Linked DNA regions of Sus scrofa: region 1 is linked to region 2. A link is a contact called in public HiChIP or PLAC-seq data. All regions are on one chromosome and are shown on one strand. The core of a region is the stretch at or near the end of the contact, and the rest is flanking DNA. Distances in the headings are between cores, read along the strand shown. Region 1 has its middle 280 kb from the start of PIK3R1. Region 2 has its middle 410 kb from the start of CD180.

Region 1 (6,994 bases), core at 359-2,858, 150 kb after region 2:
ACAAGTTTGTTCTCTGTGAATCTGTTTCTGTTGTATAGATAACTTCATTTATGCCATATTTTAGACTCAACATATAAGTAATATCATGTTTTGTTTGTCTTTCTCTTTCTGACTTACTTCACTTAGTATGAGAATCTTTAGTTCCATCCATGTTGTTGCACATGCCATTATTTTGCATTTTTTATGACTGAGAGCATTGCATTGTGTATATGTACTACATCTTTTTAATCCATTCGTCTATTGATGGATATTTAGGTTGTTTCTATGTGTTGGTTATTGTGAATAGTGCTGCTATGAACATAGGGGCACATGCATCTTTTTGAATTACAGTTTTGTCCAGATCTATAGCCAGGAGTGGGATTGATGAATCATATGGTAGCTCTGTTTTTAATTTCCTAAGGAACCTCCATATTGTTTTCCATAGTGGCTGCACCAGCTTACATTCACACCAACAGTGTAGGAAGGTACCTTTTTCTCCACACCTTCTCTAGCATTTATTACTGTAGACTTATTAATGATGGCCATTCTGACCCATGTGAGGTGGTACCTCAGTAGTTTTGATTTGCATTTCTCTAATAATTAGTGATGTTGAACATTTTTTTATGTGCCTGCTGGCTTCTTTGGAGAAGTGTCTATTTAGGTCTTCTGCCCATTTTTCAATTGGGTTGTTTGTTTTTTCTTGTTATGTAACCTTTTAAAAAGTCCCTTCTTCAGAGAGGCCTGGGCAGAGCCCACCACACACAGTAAATCATTTTCCCTCTTAATCACCCTCTCCCCTTTATTCCATTTATCAATCATGATTTATAATGCAATGTTTATTCTGATGATGGTTGATTTCATGTCTGTCTCCCCCACTAAACTCTGAGCTCCATGTGAGTAGAGACGATGCTTAATTTGCTCATCACTGTTTTGTTCCCTTACAGTACTTTTCTGAGAGACCCACTCCCAGCATGCACTGAATCACAGATGAGTCCCTGTTTGCCTTTATACAGTTCAATCCATCCTGCATATTTAGGACTTCCCTGGCGGAACAGCAGGTTAAGGATCTGATGTTGTCACTGCTGTAGCTCAGATCATGGCTGTGGTATGGGTTCCATCCTTGGCCCTGGGAACTTCTGCATACCTTGGGTACAGCCAAAAAAGAAAAAAAAAAAATAAGAACCACATATTGCTTCTTAAAAAAATTATTTATAGCTTTAGCTTGTCAATGCCATTCTTCTCTGTTTTTCGTTGCTTATATAGATCCTATCAAACACTTCATATTTTTCTTTGATTACTTCAGTGCAAATATAAAGAGTTTGATGAAATCTACACAAGCAAAGAAACTTGTTTCTCATCTGTCAAATCACTCTTTGTTGTCAAACTCTCCCTCTCTTGATTCAATATGATGGTGGCTCTTTTAGCTGGCTTTTTATGAGAGCTAGTAGGGATTAGCTTTAAAATAAAAATTTTCCTTCAGGCTTTTCATTTGTTTGAGACATTGCTCGGGTTTGTTGTTTCAATTAAGTGTCCTGACACACTTCCCTTAACCCTTCTTCTGGGGCTGGGCTTGCTACAGCAGCCTTCTTGGCTGTAGATTCAGGACAAGAGAAGAGATTTTTGCCAAGAATGAGATCCAACAGAGCCTCAAGAGTTTTAAATTTCAGCCAAACTGGGTCCTGTTCAGATCTGGTTTAGCTGGCTCCTGGATTCTGAATGCAAATGCTTCAAAATGCTCATAAAATGGTAACAGAAGACTCTGTGGACATCAAATAGCACTCACTGAATATCACTTTAATGAGTTAAGTGAAATGAAACAGGAACATATGGATTCCATTGTCCTAAAAATACACAGGGGTTTAAAATAAAGGCAAATAAATAAGTTCCTTGGTGACATGTGTTTTGGGGTTTGCTGAACCAAATAGATTGGAAAGTTCTCCAAGACATTTACCGAGTCTAAGATGCAGCTGGTTTCACCCACTGCCTCATGTGTGGTCAGTGACTTGGTATCCCTTGCCTTCCCTTGTAGTCTCAAAGCCATTTGCTCTTCTCCTAAGGTGGAGCCAAGGTCACTGTCATTCATATATATAGATGGGAACAAACTCCATGTTCCCTGAGCCTCAGGGAACATGTGTTCCACAATCAGAAAGAAGAGCTTCTTTTCCTCTACCCCTTCTCATGTCCCATATTCTCTTCCAAAGTCTTGCCTCTTCCCCGAACTAGACCAGAGGGGTGAACCGTAGGCATCCTAGGTGGAGCTGGGCTCCAATACAGGCCTGCAAGCCTCAAATATTCAAATTGGGTTGATTGTGATGATTCCTATAGGCCACTGTAGGACCCAGACTCCTGAGTGTTCTTTAGTTTTAGACTCTTTTGACCAAGTGTGTGCTCTGCTGCCAAGAGAGCCTCCCCTTGTCTGCTCCTGCCCTTGGGCACCCGTCCTTGCAAATGGGAAAAGGGCTTTCTTCCATAATTTCCTGTTAGCTCAGAGGCTTGAGTGGGAGAAGTAGGTAGACTGTCATTTTCCCTCCAACTGTTCTCTTCTTTTAGACTTTTTGTGTGAGTGTGGGCTTTATGTGCCTGTGGTATATACATAATATACTTTACCACAACAATAAAAAACGGTTCTGCTGCCTTTGTCTCAGGCACCCATCCCAGCAGAGAAAGCCTTTTGGCCCTATTCTGTAGGCTGTAAAAATCACTGGCTCCAACTTCAGAAATATTATTGCCACTTCTTCTGGAAAGGTAAAATGGACATTTGGGGATCTCTAGACATTTCTAAGCATCTGACTTCCTCATGACTCTTTAGCACTCACATCCAACAAATAACTCTCTCCCAGGCTGGAGCCAAGAATCAAGAGCTTCTGTGCACAGTGTGATCCTCAGAAAAGCCTTTGGGCAGAGCGTCCCCTGCTTTGCTTTCTTCCAGGTGAACTACCCAAAGCAGACAGGGACCTTTCCTGTCTGAAGTGACTGCAGAGAGGCAGCCAGTGCACACTGGGATGTCACGTACAATTTGTTTGGCTATGGGGGTGGGTCATTCATCTTATGGGAAAGAAGTGGCTTAGATTTCTATGCTGTGTTTTGGTTTGGTTTTTCCTGCTCTCATCTTTGCTCCTTCTGCTCAACTATTTCTTGTTCCTGAATGCTTTGTGGCTTGTTTTAAAAATATATATCAGGGTTTTTCTCAGTTCAAGAGAATGAGGGCATGGGGGAAAGGGTGCCAGAATATTATCTAGGGAATAAAATGTTGGCTGAGATGGACAAGAGGAGGCCAGTTTATCACTCAGGGGAAAGTCAAGAATGATTTTTTGATCCTGGAGTACTGACCAGCTGGTAGAATAAGAGTCATGTTCCATTCTTGTCAGAAGCAGCTAAGAAAGGGATCAAGAATGTATTAAAAAAGCAGAATAGGTTTCCCTCACTGTGTTCCCTGTAGCCTCTTTGTTCCAGTCTCAGACCTTGTTCAGCAAATAAAAGGGAGATTTGAATGCTGGGATTTAAAGGGAAGCCTGGTCCTCTCTATTTAGTATATGGAGGAAAGAGCTGAGAATATTTTTTCTTGACATAACATGATCCCTGTCAGGCTGCTCTTCAATAAGGCAGGGTGAGAGCTCCTGGGGTGAAAGCCTGCCACACACGAAAATGTATGTGGAGGTTCCTAGCACTACCTCCATGCACTGCCAAGCTTTCCAAGGTCTCTCAAGGTTTTCAGAGGGATATTTGCATAATCTACACCCACCGTTTTCTTTCTTTTGCTGTTGTGTGTGTACAACTGCAGCAATTCCCTTACCCCTCACTCTCATTTTCCAGTTGTGCATTATGCTCATAGCCAATACCAAATTCAATTATGGTGAAAAAATGAAAAATGAAATTTAATTTAACCAAGGAAGCGGTTGGCTTTAAGACTACAAAAATGGGCAACTTTGTGTACCCCCTGTACACAATCTGAGAAAGCCTTAAAATGTTCTTTTTATTGCAATTCAAAGGATGACTAGACAAGATTCACCAGGGAACATTTGGGGGAGAATTATTTCTTGGTTGGTGGTGGGAGGGGTGACCTCATCAATTTCTTCCATCGCTAATATTTATGACTCTTTATGAGAACATTGGCTTTATAGGATTTTGACCCAGGGTAAGTTGGCGTTCTTTGTGGGGAAACCATTTACATAGCCACATAGTCCCGTGAAATGCTTGATGCAGCCAGATTGCATACATGATGAGTGACAAAGCAGACTCGATTTCTCAGTAAACACATCTGCCTTCACAGTTGTTTTTCTTTGCCTGAGCTCTGGTGACCTTTTGAGAAATGACTATGTAACCATTGAAAGTAGGGGTGAAAGGATAGTCTTCATCCTTTTGTTTTGCATTACCACTTCTCCCCCTTCCTTAAATAAGGTGAAGTAACCAGGTTTCACCTCTAAAACCTGCAAAAGCATCAAATCTGTCTCTAACACCCTGCCACAGTATTGCTTATCTTTCTTTGTGTTGTTGGTTCATCACATCAGCATGAGTATGGCAAGAACATAAACTCTCCAACTCAATGATATTATAAACCTGTTTGCCTTGATGCACCTGCCTCTGAGTCTTATCAAGCCCCTTTCCAGAATTTTCTTTATGTAGTTTCTTCATAGATGGCCATCATGTTTAGTCTAATTTATCTGTCCCTCATAAATCCTCTTATCTATCTTCTTTCTTTGTAGAGCATGCCCAGGTTTTGTCTAACCAACCTAACTCACTCTGCCCTGTTTTCTGGGAGCTGCTACTTCTTCAACACCCCACTCACATTTTTACAAGCGGCGCAGCTGGACCATGACCTCACCCCATCCACTACATCCACCTTCAGACACTGTCCATTAGTCAATAGTGGGCACCTGATTCAACCTGAGCCAATTGAAAACTCTCTCTGGAGAAGTGGAATTCCAACCTTTGTCATGCTGGTCCTCTAAACAGAGGAGGTATAATATAGTAAACTGTTGGCTATTGAGTCTTGTAGGGAAGAAGAGAATTTTCTACCACATTGGGAAGAAGAGAAAGCTGATCTACAGGTATAAAACGGATAGATTGGGAGAAAGGTAAATGAGATAAAACTTGGAGAAAGTTGCCTCTGGGATTCCCATGGTCTCCCTTTTAAAGCTTGGCTGTGTGCTTGCCCTTGGGCTCAGTGAATTAGTCTTGTAGTATAATATTTTTTTTTCCCTCTTATGAAGACATTTCCTAGAATTAGCTTCAAAGAATGTAATTAATCCATCTTGCAAACAAAAAAACCCCTGTGCCATGGCAGGTCTCATGGCTGGACCTATGGTTTTGAGATCTGTACACTTTAGGTTAGCAAAAACATGCTTTTAAGGGGCCACTTTCTTCATCAGAGAAGTGATAATTTTGCATAAACATTGAAAGGCTTGATAATAAAGTCCAAAAAAATTGCAGGATATATTCATATTTCTAAGGTTATGTGAGCTATGGGAATTTAACATCTAAGCTCAGGTTCTAATTTTCTCTGGCTATGAAGTGACATTCTGTATGTGAGAGTTCCATCTTCGGTGGTGAGTTCATCTTTTACTACCTTTCATCAGGGCAGATTATGGTGCACCAGGTACGTACTTCTCTATACTAGGAGGGGTCAAGTAGATAATTAATGAGAATTAACCTGTAAAAAGGAATAAAATCTCCAATTTGAGTCCTGGTTTACGACGTGGTTTATGATGCAAGTGTGAAACTTCAAAGGGAACTAACTCAATGTGGCACTTTAATTGCATTTTATTATATTTAAGAAGTTTATGGAAATTTTGCTTGCTGCCAAGAAATAGTTTTTGAGAACACTCTCCTCCTTCCTTACCAGACTGCTGGGGCCCCTGTTCCCAGAGCAACTACAGAGAGTTGCCGCTCGCCCCTTCCCCATATCTGAGAAAGAGGGTGCAAACAGCTGCTAGGTGGAACATTGCTCAGGGAGTGGCCCAGGATCACTTCCCTTGTGGAGGGTAAAGGTGCCGATCCCAACAATCCCCCTTTTGAAGACTCCGAGTTCAAACATTCCCAGGCACACACTGGAAAGTTTACACTTAGGGACAGGCTTTTAAAGGATCCAAACCATGAGGTGTGGATTCCATGGTGACCTCAGAGATGGCCTTTCCACTACTCAGAGCAGAGGGACAAAATGAAACAAAACAAAACCCAAAAACTAAAAATCAGAAAACAAAACAAAAAACCAAAAATGGAGTACAAGCTTCTCCCTCCTTTGTAGCTTAACTCGAGAAAATTTTCTTAACCATGTTGGGTTTCGCAATAAGGAAAGAGACCCTTTCTTTAATAGCTGTATTGTTTCCCCACCCTCTTATCTTCCTTAGAGCCTGAGACTAAGGAAAAAGATTCTTAGGTTAATGTGACCTTGCGTCTGAATCCAGGGCTGAGGGCCAGGGTTCCTCCCATCTGATTCCAGCTTTGGTACTGACTTGTCCCATGGCCTTGGGCAAAGCCTCTTAGTCTCTGTGCTGGGTCTGCCCACTCCTAAAATGACAAGGATGATGCCATCGTGCTGACCTCACTGGGACATTGTGCAGACTAGTGGTTTCTAATGATGGGAGGCTGAAGGAATGCTTAGAAATGGGAAGAGTTGGAGGAGAATTGGTTGATTTTTTTTCGGTATGGTAAGGGGTAGAACAGTATGTTCAAAGGTGTTGCTGCAAAAAGTAAATAAAGTAATGATATTTAAAGGTGACTGTTGTGAGAGGAAATTGCCCTCAGGCTTGAAAAGTTTGGCTTTACCTTTTATGGTTACTCATGGATTAGCACTATCTTTTCATTAACGGTAAAATCTAGGGGTCATTGGACTAAATTTACTTTACTTGGAATAAAGGAAAGAAAAACACCAATTCCTCAAAAATAAAATGAATGTTGTAGGAAAAAATAAAATACAGAGATTGGAGGGAGTGTTGCAATTTTCCAAGTGCTATTAAAACTTTTGTTTATAGCACTGGAAGTTGTGAGGGGAGATTTGACCTCACATCTAGTGCTG
Region 2 (7,670 bases), core at 2,596-5,095:
AAAGAAACGTCCTGGCCTGAGTTCTAATCCTGTCTCTTACAACTTAGTTGGCATGTGGACTATTCGAGTTAGTCTACTTCAAAGAGCCTCATTCCTTCAACCTCAAGGGGGTATAGGGAACAGTGTGAGGATAGATTTCCTAGTGCAAGATAAACTTTTAAAATCACATTTGATTTAAAAAATAATAATAAAGAAAACCCCAAATGAAGAAATCTACCTCTACTTTTACTGTACAAAATGAATTTTTGGTTCTTGCCTCCTCTGTACCTCCAAGGCGAGTACTGCTTCAGTATCCATTTACTATTCCTGTTTCAGTAATTTTTTATGGACTCAACACAGGAAGATGTGGTAGTCTTCAAAGAGAGAGTCTCTCTTTCTCTCACTCTGCCTCTTTTTCTCCACCATGTGAGAACTCAGTGAGAAGGTGCCTGTCAGCAAGCCAGGAAGAGAGGTCTCACCAGGAACCTAATCAGCTAGTCCCTTATTCTTGGACTTTCCACCCACCAGAACTGTGAGAAATAAACGTCTATTGTTTAAGCCACTCAGTCTATGGTATTGTGTTGTAGCAGGCCAAACTGACTAAGACAGTTGGGGAGAAAAAAAAAAAAAAAAGCCAACCTATTTTATGGAGTCTTAGGTCTCAAATGAGACTACATGAAATCTCTGCAGGTTTTCAATCACTAAACAAACTGTAAGTACTGTGTTAGGAACTAGAGAGATGTAAAAATGAACCAGCCACAGACCTTGACCTCAGAGAGTTCAGTTTACTAGAGGCATATAAGACTGATATATAACCAACTGTGATACGAAAGAGAAAGGGCCACATTCATTCATTTTTCACTCATTAATTCATTTTACAAATATGTATTCAGCATCTACTGTGTACCAAGCACCATTCTAGATTTGGGGCAGCAGTAAACAAAAGAAATTCCTTCTGAGTCATAGAAGCGGTCAGTAAACAAATACATACACTTTAAATAATATATCCAGTGGCAGGAAGTGCTTTGAACAAAGATAAAGTAAGGCAATGGATAAAGAATGATGAGGGAGACGTGGCTCCTTTTTACAACGTGATGAGAAAAGACCGTCAGGTCATCTGAATGGAGGGTCTATCTGATAAGGAATATTTGAACAGACCCTTCCATGAAGTGAGCATATAAGCTGAACAGGTTCCTTGGAGGAAAATGTCCCAGGCAGTGAGAACAGCAAGTGCAAAAGTCCTGAAGCAGGAATTTTAGTCATAAAAAAGTTTCCTCGAACAGGCTCTGGGTATTTAGAGGTTCTGCTAAAGAAGAGGCTCGTAAAAAAAGCACCACATACTTACACGGTATTTTATACTTTCCACTCCTCTTCTTTTACTTAGATCATATCTCATCAGTTTTTATCCATAGGTACATATTTATAATTATTATCCACTCCTCAAAGAAAATCATAAATGATCACATTTCCATTTTCTACAAACAAAATAAAAGGACATTTTTATTAGCCATTCCTTTCCATTTCAGATTATTTTTATCATCTTCAGGCACAGGATAGACTGTAGTTAAGAACCTGTACTTTGGAGTTAGGCAGATAGCAGTTCACATCCCAGTTCAACTGGTTACTAGATTTCTGACCTTGAAGATGTTGCTTAGGCTTTTGGAACCACAGTTTCTTTATTTGTAATGTGGAAATAATAATATCCTAATAAATTTGTTGTGAGAATGGGATGTTTGGGATTTTACACACATATACATACACAGAGCATTTAGCACAATATCTAACATAAAGTAAATAATTCACAAATAATTGTTTAAAATTATTATCTGTTGAAGGTGGTACTCTTTTTTATCTGTTGAAGGTGGTACTGAAATATTGTTCACTGATGCTATCATTTTCCACACTCTATTGAAATATTCACAAATGTCAAACTATAAAGTTAAAAGCTGTATAAAATGTTGATAAAAGCTATATAAACTTATAATCTAAATGTCACACTATGCACAATATACCCAAGTGAATGGAAGAGAGAGTATGAATGGAAGTAACAAGAATAAGTATTTACAACTCTTTAGTTCATAAAAGGGGCTTTCAAAGACATTAATCTGTTTACTCTTTGATCATAAACCTATAGCCTGAATATTATTTATCTTCCCCATTTTACAGATAAAAAATAATAGCTCAGACAGGTTGAATGATTTTAGCTAAAATCAAACAGCTTGTAAGTGGCGAGGCTGAAACTCATATTAGGGTCTCTTGATTCCAAGTGCCTGGAGGTGGTTACTGCGGCAACTGATGCCCGAGAAATCCTAGCGAGACTGGAAAAACTTCCAAGTGATTAACTGAGTTGGTTGCAGTATGGGCCTCCCTCCTATTTGTGGATTTTGCTTTATTATTGAGGATTATTAAATAAAGTTACCTAAGCCTCTTCACAAAGCTTCAAAAATTCCTAGTTATGAGACAGCTAATGCACTACACAAGTTTCCTTTCTAATGGATTTCAGAGGATCCAGAATTTAAACAGCTTCATTGGAAAAAAGGTCCCTGTGTTGTTTAGGATCATTTGATCACTTGTCTGGGCTCTGCAAAGATGGGTAGGACTTGTCTTACCCATCTTTACATTCCAGGGCCCAGCAAAGAGCCTGGCACACAGGAAGCAACCAGGCGGGGTTTGAGCACCAGGCTGAAGGCTCTGTGATGATTAATTTGGGCTATAGCATCACCAGCTTAGCTCTGCTTTTTAATGCAGTGAATAGACTAGACATCAGCTGTCAGGAGGAAACATGGGAACTTTTCAGTTTTTAGTTCTCAATCCAAGCCACTTACCTGGACAATGAGACAAAAGATCCCTCCAGCCTGTGCTCCTCCCATCATTTCTCCTGTCTTTCTGATCCCTTTTTCAGAAAGATCTTTTTTTTTAGGAGCCTGAGCCAGAGCTACAAGTCCTATTTGCCTCAATAGAGAAAATAATTTTAAAACAAGGATGTTGATTCATCTTCAGCTTTGAATCCTGAATATCAGTGCTAACTTAAACCTTCCCCATGCATAAGAGTGGCATTGACTGAGACTGGTGAGAAGGTGGCAATACCACCAGCTTGGAAAGGAGCCTCACTGGGTTGCAGTCTCTACCCTGTAAGGTAATATAGGCTGAATGTATTGACCATCTCATGTAGAGATCACTTTACACACATTATTCTCTTTAATCCTCAGTGGAAGATCCCCATTCTTATTCTCATTTTCCAAAGAAGAATGTTGGAACAGAGAAGTGAATTGACTTGCCCAAGGTCAAAGAAAGTAAGTGGCAGATCTGGGATGAAACACAGCAATTGGACTTCAGAACCTATGATTTTAATTGGATGATCTTTGGCAAGTGAATGATCCTCTTAGTTCCTCTGTTTCCTCATTGGTAAAATGAATAGAGAAAGAACTAGTTCCTTAGATGGTTAGGAAAAGTCCCTAAGATCATGCATGAATAGCACCTGACACTGAGTAGGCATGTAAAATATGTTAGTTCCTTCTCTTCCCTTGAATAACCTGAGATGGAAGAGTGTCACCTCTTGAGCAACCCTTTAGAAATATAAAGCTAAAATTAATCCAGACCATGCCAGAGCCAACGACAATAAAGCTGATTTGTTCAGACTTATTATTTAGTTTCAATAAAAGACCTGTCTCCAGTTTCCTGGGCAGACCCACAGAGCCAACCCAAACTGAAAACACACGCAGCCATTGCAAACTCATTGTTGAAACATGACAGACACTTCAGGAACCAGGAAATTCCTTATTGAAATGACTTGCTTCTTAGCCAAAGCAGTGATGGTTAAACAATACAGCCGTGCAGCTGTGGCCTTCAGGGCGCACAGTGGGGCTTCACACTCCTGGGGCGAATGGAAACACAGGGACACGCTTGCCAGCTGGCACTGTCGCTCCAGGGACAAGATATGCATGGCTTCGCCTTCCAAGTCGAGAGCAATTGCTGGCAGTACACTGTGAGCATGTCAAGTTAAGGGAATATTTTTTTAAAGGCCCATCACTGTTTTTCTTTCTTTAAATGGTAGCCACCAAAAAGTTATGCAAACACTTCAGCTGTGGAATATTTAATCTGACATTTGGCGTGGCTCCCTTGTTGATCCAAGACGTGAAGTATGCAGTATATGCCTTGCAGTTGTTTCATTGCTCACTTAAAAAAAGATAAACCAGATACAACATTTTAATTTTACTTCTCCTCAGTTTTAACTGGGTTGCTACCAGGATCTGTTTCTGATTCCCAAGAAATAGGATAACAATTATGAATTGCAGCCCATAAGAGGAATAGCTCATTTAACAGGTTGGTGGATTTAATCCTTTAAAAAATTTTTTTTGGGTCCTGCTAAAAGCTTTAGGAATCCCTGTGGTTTTCTCCAGGGTTTGACAGTTCTTTTCCTCCAGTCTGGTGTTACAGGGCTTCACATGCTCTCATGGAAACATTGCCAGAACTGTCCTCTGGTTGTCTTTGTCATTGGGTTTTTAGCATGAGGAGAACACTAACCCTGCCCATTCACGTGGGACATGCATCCTAGCTGCATCGGAACTTGTATCAGTGGAAGCTTACTCACCCAGCTCCTCCTTCTTTAACTGTCCCACAGATAGATGTGTTTTCCTAAAAGAGGAAATTCCCTTTGAATATCGGTCACATGGCTTCTGGTCAAGGAGAACAGAAGACCATTGCCACTGCTCTGGAAATACAGGGATCCTAAAAAGCCTAGTTAGTGGGCAGTTCACATTTTGTACCATGTGGAGGGAAGGATGCAGGACTGGCCAACATTCCAAAGGGAAGGAGAACCTTTCCAAACGTTCCTCTGCTGAAGCGTTAGAACAGTTGTTAGTGTAAACAAACATAATTCCTCAAGTCCCATCCTTCCCGCAGGTGGGCCAATAGGTTAAAAAACACTAGAAGACATGGTAAAGGGTAGTCTCTTCCATCATTCTCCTCCGCTTGCATGCTCATTGTTATAACAACACTGACTTAAACATCAGGGCACTCTCACTTGGCTCCAGGCAATGGCATCATTCTGCTTCAGAGAAATGCTGAAACAGTGCTCATCTTATACAGAGTGATAGGTTGAGGAGAGAAAAGAATCAAATGGCAATGCTTAAAAAAGTAAACTGGAGACAGACGACCCTGGATGTTTCCTTGGTTCTGATTCAAGTTCTCAAGTCCCGATCCAAATAAAAATATATCTTTATTTCCAGTGGAAAATTCAAAGAACACAAACCTGAGTCTTAAAAGCCATGTCTCAGTTTTATGGTTTTAGAGCTTGAAGGATTCAATTAGGTGAGAAGGAAGCTTCTCAACCTCAAAAAATCTGAGCCCAGAGATGAAATATGCTTACAGGCAGGGAAATGCTAAAAGAATGGGCCTTTTTAGCAGGTATAAAACAGAATTATATGTTCTGATTATCAATTTGGATTAAAAATATCTGCATGTAAGTACTATTAATGGGATTTTTCAAAGATTGTGGGATAACAGGCAATTTTAACTTTCTCTTTACATTTTTTTCTCTCTTTCCTCCCCTTCTTCCCTCTCTCTCTCTTTTATAGTTTTTGACATTGAATCTTTGTTTGTTATGTAAATGGAAAAATGGCAATTAAAAATGCATTCTGTCAAAATAGTAATAATAAAATCTAAAAGACAGATGTCTTTCTCACCTTTACATAGTCTCAGAATTTTGTTATTTACAGACGACTCATGTAGAAACTCTCTTTTATTATAAGTAATAAAGGAGTAATTTGACCAGGATCTATTGGATGGATTGTTGTGTTTCTGGGGAGCCATGGCAAAATAATCAGAATTTATCCTTGAAGAGAGAAAGCATTCCTTTGATAGCTATTATATTTTGAAAAATGCATTTTTTCTCTGAGGATCTAGTAGTGTACCTTTGCTGGAAGTATGCTAGTGAGTCCTGAAATGAGGTCAGTCTGCTTGTTCTCATTGCAGTGAGATGTTCCAGGTCAGGAAAGTTTCCAGAAACCCTTCTAACAGAGGGCAAGATTCTCAAGCTCTTGGTCCACTTTTGTTTTTCAAGCTTTATTCACATGAGGAAGAATTAATATCATGTTCTTATAATACATCAATTATAATTAAAATTAGAGATATACTCAACTCCATAAGCCAAGAATATTTCCTAGAAATTACTTCCTGAAGTTTTCTCAAAGTGTTTTCAGTGGTGAAGTGTCTTCAAGGAGGATGGTAGGGCATTTCTCAGCAAATAATTGGCAAGCAGTGCAGGGCGTTGCAAGTTCCCTTTGGTTTCTGAAAAGGTAACTTACTGTGGACGTTGAGTAACTCTTTAGGGTTTAGGACATGGAGCCATGAAGACGTACACGCTGAGCCCCGTTGACTGGGGGTAGTTTCTGGAATCTCTGCTGAGAGGGAGTGGGAGGAGCCGGCTCAGTGCGGATGCTCAGACCTGATGAGTAATATCTGCCCTGTGTCTCGGGGCAGCAGTGTTGGTGGCACAGTTGGCTTTAAATTGTCTATCCTGTTCTAGTATTTGACTAAATGAGTTTCTAGTGATTCACGTAGTGTTTTCCCACAACATTTAGTTGGACAATATCTTGGCATACCCTAAGGGCTACTGAATCTATTCCTTTCTTCCTGCTTGTTTGACTGCTTTTGTTCATGCCAGGAGCTTCAACAGACCCCTTGTTCGTAATTGCACACCTGAAGCTCTTTGTTTCATGGAGTCTGAGAACAGGAAAGCAGCTTAGGGACCTGTAATATTACCCCCTTATTTTACAGATTGAGAAGCTACTGGGGAGATAAAATGACTCACCCAAGGTCACACAACTAATTAAGTTCAAGGGCAAGACTAGACCCATATCACCGTACTCCTCATCCAGTGTTACTACTCCATAGACTTTTTCGCCAGACCATGATCAAAAACTCTTGTAAGAGATTTAATAATTAAAATAGATGATGCCCTTCCAGAAGGACACACTGCAGAGCATTCCCACAGCTTCTATGTTCTTTTCTTTTTTTTATGATGCCCTCAATTCATATTTGATCTTAAAAGAAAGTGAAAGGGGTAGAAACTAGAGATTTATAGATCACAAGAATGCTATTTTTAATAACTTACCTTTACTTGTGCATTTCCCCCAGCCCCACAGCACTCTACCATGCAGAGGAGGTTTTAAAGCAAGGTGATTGTACGGAAGCAGTGTAAAAGCATCTCTTATTATCTTTTGCCATTGGATTATAAAAGCTTTCTTATTTATATAGAGAGGTTGCAGTGTATTCAATATATGCAGTGGAAACCTTAGAGAAATGACTAAAACTGAATTCCTATAGAAAAAATGAATTCCTGCCATATTGCTGCAGAGAAATCATATTGGCAAAGTAAGTCGCAATATTATTCCCAGCAGAAGAATTCTACATATGTGAAAACGAGTGTAATTGCCTCATTAAAAATCAAAAGAGGAAAGAAAAAAGTGAGCAAATTGGGAAGTATGTTGCCATAACCACAGTTATGCTCCATATGCATTAAACCTAATTTATGAAAAGCCACATTTATTAAACAGATAAAGAAAGTGATGAATTGCCCCAAGGTATTATACCCCATAAAGCTTAGGTCCATACAGGATTCATTAAAGGAAAAAAAGAAAAGATATACAATGTCTAATGCCAAAAAAAAAAAAAAAAGGATTTAGTAGAAG

Evidence for each region. HiChIP or PLAC-seq counts read pairs in DNA pulled down with a chosen protein or histone mark.
Region 1: a contact with region 2 is called in an H3K27ac HiChIP or PLAC-seq map of skeletal muscle. The contact joins two enhancer-like sites. A contact is called at or near these places in 2 of 47 Hi-C or Micro-C datasets (liver and skeletal muscle) and 1 of 2 datasets of contacts at active chromatin or transcription factors (skeletal muscle).

What each region holds. Positions count from the first base shown.
Region 1 is chr16:46,147,568-46,154,561 of Sscrofa11.1, forward strand. No RefSeq gene overlaps it. Among named protein-coding and RNA genes, the nearest start is that of PIK3R1, 280 kb to the right of the region's middle. Within about 2 kb of position 1,609, at least 8 of the 83 cell types and tissues checked have an H3K27ac peak or open chromatin away from gene starts, as enhancers often do. A contact at or near this core is called in skeletal muscle, where this site is marked.
Region 2 is chr16:45,997,391-46,005,060 of Sscrofa11.1, forward strand. No RefSeq gene overlaps it. Among named protein-coding and RNA genes, the nearest start is that of CD180, 410 kb to the left of the region's middle. Within about 2 kb of position 3,846, at least 16 of the 83 cell types and tissues checked have an H3K27ac peak or open chromatin away from gene starts, as enhancers often do. A contact at or near this core is called in skeletal muscle, where this site is marked.